2 separate regions of the Macaca mulatta genome follow, and region 1 is linked to region 2. Evidence: chromatin contacts called from public Hi-C data. All regions are on one chromosome and are shown on one strand. The core of a region is the stretch at or near the end of the contact, and the rest is flanking DNA. Distances in the headings are between cores, read along the strand shown.

Region 1 (5,875 bases), core at 439-2,938, 160 kb before region 2:
TATAATAATCTTTGAGTAAGCATCTTGCTCAAGGTTGGATGGTGCAATAGAGCCTGAGCCTGTTTGAAGAGACATCTGTTATAAATAAAATAACCAGCTCCAAAGCTACAAGCTAACATTTCCCACCAATGCCACATACTTCACTGGGAGGATTCAAAGGACACTGTAACTGGGATAATTATATCATTTTAGCAAAGCAGGTAAATTGTGGTGGATTACAATTCTGACTTCGAACACATTTAAAAAATGAAATCATCTGCTCATCATCGTGTAGAATGACAACCCACATGAAGGAAAAAATACTGAGACCAATTTCTAGTAACTAATTGCAAACATAGTGAGCTTCAATGGTAAATTAGTAATTGGATTAGTACTTTTTCCCATTAACTTGTTATGTGACTTGAAGTTAATAATAGCCTCCAAATATACATTTACAATTTACAAAAACAGAAATTACTATTCTACAAGGTTAACAGATATTTTAGTTACATGGACAAAATCACTCAAACTCTTCAATGAAAGGTGTCATTAAAAAAAAAAAACACTGTGTGTGTGTTTAAACAAATTTTAATTAATCCTTTTAGGATACAATGGCGAAAAACTTAGGTCATTTAAGTTCAGAAGCTAATCGGAATATCCTATTCAAGGACCCATTTTAGGGAGGACCGAAAGTGTCCTCCTAAGATATTCTCTGGCATGTTTTCATGCACACTGCTTCTCCAGCATGTTTATCATTTGACATACTCTATTAAACCACAACCACATCAAGGCCTCCCTATGCTGCTAAACTCAACGGATCCACCAGTTAAGGCTTTCAAGGAGTGCTCTTTTCTAGTAATATACCAATTCCAAGCACAGTGCTAACGAGTAGATAGAATGGACAACATTCCCTGGGACAACCAAAGAGGACTTCCATTAGCACCGCCTTACTCCCTGTGACAGAAGTCAAAAAACTGCCAAGCAGGCTTTTTCCCCGCCACACTGTTCGACACTAATCATAAAACACTACAGATGCATCCTTTCTCAAAATGCAGAGGGATTGTGTGTATTTGCAAAGAACAACTATTTTCTATGCTTCCAAATTCTTAATCCTGTTTGGAGCTGTCAGTGGGGGTTAATGGAAGCCTTGGATAGGAGAATTCCAATCTGGTTGGCAGATGGATAGGTTGGTTATAGCTACATAACTATGTCTTGCCTGCAGGCACAATTCAGAACACTGTTAAAGCAATATAAAGTCTCTGTCAAGCTGAACCATTTGGATCAGTAGCAAGGAGAAATAATAATAAAAAAGAAGTTCATTTCTGGGCCTTGTGCATTTATGCTAGTATGCAGAAACTGATTAATTGTCATAGTGCACTGGTCTTCTATACCTCAGATTTCTACTTCTGGAGTAGATTTTGCATGCTAATATAATCATTCTCCCTCTTGAGACATTAGCAAATAATCAAATGAAAAACAGGATCATAATTTACTGAGATTCGAGCAATTCTCTATGCAAATTTGACTTGTTATTGCTGCTGCCTCGTTAATCTGAATGCCTTTGACAAACTCCTTTGATTTATGAACTCGTGACAACTCCAATGTGTATATATTTTGCTAGATTGACATTATCATTAAGAGTGGGTGGACTGAGCTCACATGAATGGCTGATTTTATTCGCTGGTGTCTGCTGCTCAACAGCTGAGCATCTCCTCCTCACAAAGCCCCTGAGCGGCAGGCTCTTCCCATCTTCCCATCCATTCATCATCTCGATGTTAATTGGCCCAGGCTTTAAGCAAATTTTCAACACGATTTAAAGGCACGATGACACTGATTACTGACCCTCTGCCATACGGTGCCTATTGATTAACCTGACAGAGATGATGAGCTTGAGGGAAACTAGGTGTGTGGGGACCTCGGGGGGAAAAAATATATTGTCTATGCAGGCAAACACTTGTCATTACCTCACAAGCCAGAATTTGCACAGCACACATTCTTAAAACACACTACTGCTTTAACACCTACAGCTAACACAGAAAGTGCTTTCTGTATTCAGAGATTACAGATAAGTCATGTCAAAGCGCATGACACATTCAGTATTTAGAAGAACTCCCTAGATAGATGGCTGCCTTTCAACCAATTATGCTTGTTCTGGCTGATGTGTCTAATTCAGGTTAAATTCAAAGACAGTAACTGGGTGGCCTGGTAATGTTGTATCAGAAAAAAATAAGAATGAGAAAAATTAGATTCTTGACAATAGAGGAAGGAAGAAAGGAAGGATTAAAATTATTTGCTGCCATTCTACCACTATTAAAAGGAAAAGTACTCTTAAAGAGGAAGAAAACATCAACCTGATTATACGAATTTTGTTTTCTGTTCTTTTAATACCTCTGCCTAATTGCAACTGTCAAACTATTCCTGGCACAGAAATTATACCCACAACTGAATTATTTTAAAATAAAGTATATTTTAAGTCTAACAAACATTCCCTTTAAATTCTTGCTTGCCCATTTTCAACAACTGCTGTGCAAACTGCTATACTTAGGAAAATTGTGCAGGATCTTTAACATTAAGCTTCATAAAAACTAAATGTTGCATTATCAGAAAAAATGAAAGTTCATAATAGTCACTGAGCATTAGTAACAAACAGAAATCTGCCGTAAAATATTGCTAGTCTGTGAATTTACACAGTCATGCAGCACCCAATATCAGGGATCAGACAGAAAACATCTTTAGATAGGATCAGTTATGATCTAAAACAAAGCCAACAAATATCCCCTCTCTGGCCACACATATCACCTTGTTTACTTACGAGTCCTGGGGGGACGGCCAATATACAATTTTATACACGAAGATTTTGGGGCAGCACTAACAGTTATTTCAAAGCTAAAATAATAGAAAACTGAACAACCCGGCTGTAGCACCTATTACAGTGACATGGGCTGTTAATGTAAGAGATCAAATGTTTTTCAAGTCAAACTGCATTGGTGCCTGTTATACTGGAACATGTAGCTTACTCCCTAAAAGCCTGCCTCCTGCTCTTTTAAGATAAACAAGCTAAACTAAGCACTGAGATACTCTGATAAGGATAGAAGAGATGAACTGCATCAGGGAGTGACAAGGCAAGGACATGAATGAGCAGTGTTGCTTTCTGTTAACTTCCAAGTCACCGAAAATATCACAATACAACATTTTAATATTTCACCATTAATTAAAAGTCTAGCTATAGGAGAAAGATAAATTTGTAGCAATAAATATGGGTACCAAAAAAGGGAGAGGGGCTAAAACAGTTATCTATTTTGTGAATAGGAGCAATATTACACAGCTGTCTGAACACAGTCAGCTTTGTGACTTCTTAATCGAAGGTTTGAACATCAACTTAGCAATGACTATGAGTATATAAAAGTTTGTAATTATGTTAATATGCTCCACATCAGAAGTAATAGTCCATTTAAACTGTAAAGTTTTTTTTTTTTTTTTGGTTCTAAAGCCTTGATTTAAAAACAAACAAAAAAACTTCCTACCTTACCCTTTCACGTAGATTTTTTTTTTTTACATTTTATCCTGCTTAATGTATGAATGCAATTACAAAATTACATCTATTTATTAAAATGTGGGTTAATATTTTAAAATCCCAAACACGCTTGCAAAGCAGGCATCTTATACTACTGTAGGTTGTTTTTTTCTTGATGGAACTAAAAGGACAACTTTCAGGGGGGAAAAAAGCAATTCACCCATATGTTTACACTATTCAAAATGCAATAACAATGTACAAAGTAGCGAAATAAGCAAGGCAAATGAATTAAAATTCACCATGGGGATTTGAGATAGAAAACCATACACAATAAAAAGTTAAGCATACCTATCATGTAAACAAAAATGTAACTAGCTTAAGTTACCTTTTACCTTTAAATCTCTATGAATCTTTTTAAAAACTGCTTTCCTCTTTAAGACGTTACCTTCACAATTATGTGTTTTGGACAGGTTTTTTCATGCCATGATTTTCTTTGCTACCATATTTACAAAAATATTTCATCCAGAGATCCTCTGCATATAGTTTTGAGTAAATTAAGAGGCAAACATTTGCTTCTACTAATAAGGACATCTGGTTATTTTTGTAACTCAAAGACCTCTGTAGATTTTCTTATGTAGATTTTTTTTTAATCAAAATAGGACTGAGAACTATGGAACCCTTAGGATGTATGACAAAATTCTTTCTCTCTGATGAATTTTTTTTTTCTGTCATCCTTGTTTCTGGGTTTTTGTTTCTTTTTGCTAAATGACTTTCATCCCCTTGCTTTGGTGTTATTATGACAACAATATTTTGGAAGAAATTTAAGATTCCTTTAAACTTGATAAAAGCTAATATCCCCAGATGTGAAACCATCCCAAGTAAATAAACTACATTTCTGAAAACTAGACTGGGCTAGATTAAGATCTGTGTTTATGTGTATATCTCTAATATGGACTGGCTCTTGTTTAATCATTATTATTTTTCCTAATTAAGAAATTATTATATAGGCTTATTACTATACTGTGTCCTTCCCCACTAATGATACTGCCTTAATGTCTCTTCGGGTCATTAAAATTACAAATACCATTCCTCTCACCTATTTCTATAAATTTTTGGTTCCCAAGGCTGAAAAACATGTCTCAGCATAGATCTTGAAGGGTGTACCTTAAAGAAAAGTAACATATAGGGAGAGAAAAAAAATCATATACCATACATTATATCCCTTGCTTTCCTCTTAAAACGGTAAGTAGACTAATTATACCCCTTATTTGGGATACTTGAGTTTAATCTGTAACTTTTGCTGTAAATCCTGCTTTGCATTTTCTGCTCATCTCCACTATAGAAATGAAAAAACTAGAATGAAATAAAATGTTTTTAAACAGAAAACAGCAAATATAACTCAGATTAACTGCATTCTCATGGGTCTCTAAGTAGCCAGACCCTAAGGTAGTATTGGCCTAAGGATTTAAAATTTGAGAAGACTTCTATTGCTGAAGGGTCAAAGGTTATAAACACCAATTCATGTCTTCAATTTTTAATCTGTTAACATCACCAAACAACAAATGAAAATAAAACCAAAACAGATTAGCCTGGAGTTCTACTAGGGGTAATTTAACAAATTTAATGGGAAAAATGGCTAATTTTACTGCTCCAGGGATAAACAACCTTGTTGGTTTGTTGTTGTTGTTGTTGTTGTTTTAAAGCAATGCTCTTTGATGTGTAAGTAACAATTTTTTAAAGATGTTTTTTCTCCAATAGAAGGAAACTGCTTTTTTCTATAGCAATGTAAATAGTTTCTACTTAAAGAATATCAAAATTATTTCTCTTAAGCCTAAGATCTTAAGTTATTGGAATGCTAGAGAATGGCTGTATACCTCTAATCTACCATTTTGCTAACTATACAGGATTTTGTGCATTTCTGACAAATCCTACAATTAATTTGATTATGTTGTCATTACTTTCCACACCGTAACTATCCTCTATTTAAAGAATCACAAGAAATGTACATCTTCTTTTCTCAAAATTATTCCACAAGTCACTAAATTATAGAAAATTTTACTATCATTTAGCAGAAATTGTTTTCTTTGGAAATATTAATAATACTTAGTTGACTGAAGAAAAAAATAAGTGATAAACAATCAAAATGTTTCCAAATTATTCTGTCTTTGATTAGAACCTAATTTTAAAGTGGCCTTTTACTTTAATTTAATTTAATAATCATTATAGCACTGAAATTCAAATTGGGCTAATTTTAATGAATGATATTTTAAAATCTGTTATTAGCTATCATCAATGGCATTTTGTTATTATTACTAATAACTGTTACTATAATTACTATTAGTAATTATTACTAATATACTAATATGTTATTAGCTATCATCA
Region 2 (6,236 bases), core at 1,219-3,718:
CCACATAGACTCTAATCAGAGATCAAACAGGGCACAGAAAAGACCCTGCCCAGGAATGAAATGTAGACCTTCCTGTGGGGTAGGGGACATTCAGGCCCTGGAAGATTCTTTTTTTTTTTTTTTTAGACGGAGTTTTGCTCTTGTTGCCTAAGCTGGATTGCAGTGGTACGATCTCAGCTCACTGCAACCTCCGCCTCCCAGGTTCAAGCGATTCTCCTGCCTCAGCCTCTTGAGTAGCTGGGATTACAGGTGTGTGCCACCATGCCCAGCTAATTTTTGTATTTTTAGTAGAAACGGGATTTCACCATGTAAGCTAGGCTGGTCTCGAACTCGTGACATCAGGTGACCCACTCTCCTTGGCCTCCCAAAGTGCTGGGATTATAGGCGTGAGCCACCATGTCCAGCCAAAAGAATCTTTATCCTAGGTCCCCAGGCATTGCCTCCTCCCACTCCACACCCACATCCCATCTCCCTGGTCTTCTGATGCCCCTCATTTGCCCAAGTGCCTTCAATTTAGGCCTCCCACAAAGGCCCTCTTCCCACCTTCTACCTGGTCTCTCTGGAGGGCCTCACCTTGGTCTTCAATGATCCTTCATCCTGGCCCTCCAGAGAATCTCACCAGGATGTGATCTTGCCTATAGATTCATTGTCCACCATTGTCCAAGTTCTCTAGATGCTTTGCTAACCAGGCTCAGAGAGCGGACTGGAGAGTTAGGTCCTTTATCTCCCCAGTCCGACCACTTTCCCTTCTGCCTCTTCATTCAAGCTCCCCAGCTGGTCACTCCCTAGAAAAGCAATCTCAGCATCTGCTTTCTCACTCTCCCTTTCCTTATCCATAACCAGAAACCCTAGATGGGAGGCTGAGACAAGAAAATTGCTTTGGACCAGGAGTTCAAGTCCAGCCTGGGCAACATAGGGAGACCCTCATCTCTGGGAAAAAAAAAAAAAAGGAAACCCCCAGTATCATTCTCCAAACTATTAGATTGTTCTTGAAGGCAGCAGCCATAACTTACTCACTCCTGTGCCTCAAACTCAACACTTCAAAAGTTAAAGGTTCAATAAATATTTATTGAAAGAATCAGTCCTCAGCCGGGAACTGTGGCTCACACCTGCAATCACAGCACTTTGGGAGGCTGAGGCAGGTAGATCACCTGAGGTTGGGAGTTCGGGACCAGGCTGACCAACATGGAGAAACCCTGTCTCTACTAAAAATACAAAATTAGCTGAGTGTGGTGGCACGTGCCTGGAATCCCAGTTACTCGGGAGGCTGAGGCAGGAGAATCGCTTGAACCCGGGAGACGGAGGTTGCAGTGAGCAGAGACCATGCCATTGCACTCCAGCCTAAGCAACAAGAATGAAACTCTGTCTCAAAAAAAAAAAAAAAAAAAAAAAAATCAGTCTTCAGACTTCTCCAGTGTATTTCCTTCTTTTCTCAGTATACTGTCCTGAGTTCTCAGCAACCACACACTTTTTTATTCCCAAGACAGCTTTTGAGGAGCTGTTCAGAAGCATTAACCTCTTTCAGTCCCAGATGATGAGGGGGAATGCGCTGATGTCCAGGTCTGGGACCCGGAGCTGAGCACATGGCCCGCCTGCCTCCCCTGAGCCTGGAGGCCCCAGGCGGGATTGTCTGTCCTCACTCATCCTTGCCGCCAAGGCCTCCTCGCCTGTATTTATATACACTAAAGCCTCTACTCGAATAAAACATCCATGTAAAATCCAATTTCCTCAGAATCTCTTTTGGAGCCTGGGCCTGAGATGGAGTAGGTAACCCCGGCGGTAACTGCCTGAACCACTCCTGCTGGCTGCAAAGGTGAGGCCCATTTTTCAATTATCTATCTGCTGTGACAGCAGCGGTCCAGCCATCGAGCCAAGGCAGGGGGAGGGGAGAGGCAGAGCTGGGGAGGAGGGAGAAAGAGGGCAAGGGCACGGTGGGGGAGAGGGGGAGGGAGAAACCTAGGGAGAGGAGGCATAGGGAGAGACCCTTGCGCCTGGCACCCAGTAGGTGCTCAAGAATTATTTGGAAAATGAGTGATCAAAGAGTGAATAGGGAGGGTGGGGGTGAGATGAGGAGAGGGGGAGAGCTGGAAAGACACAGAGTGGGTGGAGACATAGAGAGGGCGGGAGGGGGAGGGGGGAGGGGAGGCGAGCGTGGATGGAGCCAACAAGAGGCTCCTGTGTCAATCCGTGGAAACGGGAGGCAGAGTGATGCGGTCACAGCTCCTGCCATCAATATCCTCTAATATAAATGTCAGTGATGCTATTTTCCGCGCAGTCATTTCGCACACTGCTGATTACATTAACGTATAATGGAGGGGCGCCGGCTCCACTGCTTTCTCCCCTAACCCTCCCCCCGGTGATGTGTCAATAGCCGCCTCCATGAACAAGTCAATTTTCTGCAGGCTTGGCAGCGGAATAAATCTGCCCAGCTATGGGGAGAGCTGGAGATATTTATATACCCTGAGCCTGCCTTCCGTGTGCGCGCGTGCGTGTGCGCGGCGGGCGCGGGCGCGAGCCGGAGCGGGGGTTGGGGGTGGTTCTGGGGCGCGCCGCCGAGCTGAATGATTTCCAGCCCCGACTCAATAAGAGGAGAATTTAGAGCGGTCCCTGAGCTGGGCTCCCAGAAACAGCCTTACACGTTTATTTTCCTTAGCTGAACAGGAAAGGCGAGAATTATATGTGGATTTATAGGACAGGCGCAGCTCAACCCAAATGCTCCCGCTCCAGGGGGCGGGGACGGGGGAGGGAGGTGGCAGGCCCGCCACCGGCCGCTGGGACCCTAGCTCGTGCCCGCGTTGGTGGGGGCGCACCCCCCTTGCCGGTCGCTTTAATTACATTTGTTCTTGTCCTTTGTGAGGGCGAGACTTCGGTGCGGCCCGCGTGGGGGGTGGGAGGAGGCGCAGGCCAGACTGCCTGGAGGGGGGCGCGGGGAATGGGAACGTGGGGAGCCCGGAAGGGGGGTGCTGTCAGCTTTTGCTCAGAAACGGATCAATAGTAAGAGATCTAACGGGCTAACTGCCAAGCAGGCGCACCAAGGCGCTGCCCCGTGGGGGCGGGAGGGGGTGGGCGAAGGACGAGAGAAAGGAACGGGGGTGGGAAAAGGAGTGAGGACGGGGAGGGGGGAAGGGCAGGAAGAGTGGAAGAAGTGGGGGGAGGAGAAAGAGAGAAAATAAAGAAGGGGAGAGAAGGAGAGCGGGAGCGGGAGGGCAGGAACAGGACAGGACAGTCCTCGTAGGGGCGTCTCTTCACAAGGGGGAGCCTTTCCTGGAGCTGCCAGACCCCGCAGCCGCCAGCCGCCCGGGCCTCAACTCTGTCATTGAGCCGCCAGAGGGCGGCGCGACCCTGTGCTCTCCCCGCGGATCTCAGGGTCTCCTCGCTCGGGCGCGAGTGACCGGTCGCCGCCGAAGATTGGTCCCTGCCCGGCGCCCTCTGCCCTCTCCCGGAGGGGTCCCGCGTGGCAGGGTGGGCGTAGGGCGACTCCCCTAGCTCCTGCCCCAAAGAAAGGAAACTTCTGGCTTTCCTGGTGTTGGTCCTGGCGCCCTGGGACCCCAGAGCCCCGGGGAGGCGCCCAAAGGCTGGGTTACCCGGCCCAGGGCTGACCACTGTCCCCGGAAGACCCCCAAGGCCGCTGCCGACGCGGCGTGGAGGCGCTGGGAGATCTGGGCCTTCGCTGCCTGGCTGGGGAGCGTGGGCGAGTCTCCGGGACGTCCTGCGCGAAGAGTCCTGTGCTGGCTGCGCGGGCGCTAAGGAGGCCAGCCAGGGTCGCCAGGGATCAAAGCTATAGGACCCGGTTTTAACTCATCCGGTTCCTGGCCATTGACTGTCCTTTTCTCAGCTCTGGGGCCTCATCCCTTCCCAAACTAAGTTAGAAAATAAAATACAGCCCAACACCCTCAACGGGCAAGTTCTGCCACCCTGGAGAGGGGAGCCTGGTGGTGACAGCTCAGTGTTCTCGACCTGGGAGGACAGCAGAATTACTTGAGGGAGATTTTTAACATAAGCGTGTTTACCCGCAGGCACGCATTGTAAGGAGCTTGTATGTACAGGCAGTGCTTTCTGGAAGCATGCCCGGTGTCAGAGCTCCCCAGATAACGCTGATACAGAGTCCCACATGAACATTACCTGAAGAAACTGCCTTGGGTGGGGGGGGGGGGCACTAGGAATGGGAACATGGGGAGACCAGGAGTGGGGCACTGTCAGCTTTGGCTCCGAGTGGATCAATAATAGTACAAGATCTAATGGGCTACCTGCCAAGCGGGTACACTGAAAAATGTCACATATTTTTTCATGTTGGACTTGGTAACTCAGCCTGGGCTATTTGCCCTCATGAATGTGTCTGTGTGTCACTGCGTGTATATGTTGCTGGGTACCTGCGCCGCTGGGTAAGCATTGCTTTGTGCGTCTTTTTGTGTGTGCGGATGTCACTGGGTACCCATCATCCGGTGTATCATTGATGTTATCATCAGCATTTACTGAGAGCACCTATTGTGTGTGTGTCATTGTACATGCCTGTCCTGATGAGAGTGAGTGCGGATCCTGGGGTGTGTTTGTGTTGTATTGAGCACATCTCTGTGGGCTCCATTGTGGGGCACAGCCATTGTCTCCATGTCATTGACAGTGTGTGCTGGCAAGAACTCGTGACACAAATGGAACGAAGCTGATCTGCCCTAGAAGCGAAGGCGGCAATGACCTTCTTTTTCCAATTATATCCTGGTCAGAGGTGAGCGACCTCTCTCCACTGAGGCCACTTCTTGTCATGCAAACCGAGCAGAAGGATGGAGATTAGAGGAATGTGACCGAGTCACGTGTGAAAACAATCAGCTATCAATGGGCCAAGATCAATGCCCCAGATTATAGACGAGCCCAGGGCAAGCAGTCACTTTGGAGTTTTTCCCAAGAAGGCAAAAACACACAGCACACAGTCATACACGTCACACATCCCGAGAGACCCACAGCCTGGGGACAGGTAGGAAGTGGGTTGGGGAGAGCTGGGCAAATCAATGGCCACCCATTTTGAAGTGGTGGCAACTGTTATTATTAGTAGGTGGTTATGTTGTTTTTGCTAAAGATGCAACCTTTATTCCGCTGGTAGCGGTAAGTATAAAAGCTTGTGTTTAGTGTTTTCTATTTTAAGTCCAGAGAGTTAGGACTCTTAAGTGGGTCACAGGAGGCAGTGTGGGGATTTGGAGGAAACTCATGTCAGGAATGGGAGCAATAGAGGGCTTGTATTGAGAGAGTGGCAAAGGAAAGTCTTTGGTCAGCTGTGGGCAGGGGGCAGGTGTGAAGCAGAGTGGCTCCTGGAGCCAGGGCACTTGTCCTTAGGACAACTTGAAACCAGGTTGTTGGGTGAGGGGGCTGAACTTCTGAAAGGCAGGGCCAGCCCTAACCACAAATATGCTCCATGATAGCAGGAGAGCACCGGGCTTGGGGAGTAGCAGTCTCTGAAGGGCATGACCATGAGGGTCCTCATGAAGTGTGACTTGTCTTTGGAGACAGGTGGTGCAGGCACTTGAGGGGCTATAAGGATGAGCTGAGGGGGCCAGGACTGGGTCAGAACCTATAGGGTCAAGGGAGACCAATGAGAAGATGGAAGAGTTCTGGAAGGGCTGGAGGATCTCATCGGACCTGGCTCTGGATTCAGCTGAGCCTCCTTGTGGCCAGCAGTCAGTGTGGCTGAGTCTAGCATCCATGCTAGCCATGGCTGAGGCAAGGGGAAGGATCATGTCCTCTGTGCCCACTGGGGTGTGTCAGGCAGTCCTTGGAGGCCTTTAGTTGTCTTGGAATCCCTTTGGTGCACATTTATGGTTGTCCCACTTTGCCTCACCCTGTGGGAATGCCATGATGGGCAAGAAAGCCCTTAGAGAGCCTACAGTCTAATGTGGAACAAGGAACTTAAATAAAGACACTTTTTTTTTTTTGCTTTGGAGAAAGTAGTGTTGCATAAGCATATACTGCCTGGATCAAAATCCCCGCTGTGCCATTCGCCAGCTAAAGTTTATGAATTCTCAGGCCCTCCTTTCCTCCATCTGTAAGATAGGGGTACCCAACCTCTTAGGATTGTTGTGCAAATCTTAGGAAAAGTCCTTAGAACAGGGCCTGGCCATGGTAACGTAAGTGTTGGCTCTCCTAGTCTTTCCTTCAGTTTTGTAGTACAGAGCCTTTGGAAAAGTCTCCCTCTTGGTGTTAGCAGAATTAAGGTGAATAAGGACTTCGTCACACCTTAGACAAGATAAGGG

Evidence for each region. Hi-C and Micro-C count contacts between places; a contact is called where the count stands out from the background.
Region 1: a contact with region 2 is called in a Hi-C map of fetal cortex germinal zone, with 1.5 times the contacts expected there. The contact joins two enhancer-like sites. A contact is called at or near these places in 3 of 14 Hi-C or Micro-C datasets (blood, fetal cortex germinal zone and fibroblasts).

The regions. Positions count from the first base shown.
Region 1 is chr9:113,521,879-113,527,753 of T2T-MMU8v2.0, reverse strand. The region is part of intron 1 of BTRC (beta-transducin repeat containing E3 ubiquitin protein ligase); the gene reads right to left. Among named protein-coding and RNA genes, the nearest start is that of BTRC, 97 kb to the right of the region's middle. Within about 2 kb of position 1,688, at least 6 of the 40 cell types and tissues checked have an H3K27ac peak or open chromatin away from gene starts, as enhancers often do. A contact at or near this core is called in fetal cortex germinal zone, where this site is marked.
Region 2 is chr9:113,360,348-113,366,583 of T2T-MMU8v2.0, reverse strand. No RefSeq gene overlaps it. Among named protein-coding and RNA genes, the nearest start is that of BTRC, 64 kb to the left of the region's middle. Within about 2 kb of position 2,468, at least 13 of the 40 cell types and tissues checked have an H3K27ac peak or open chromatin away from gene starts, as enhancers often do. A contact at or near this core is called in fetal cortex germinal zone, where this site is marked.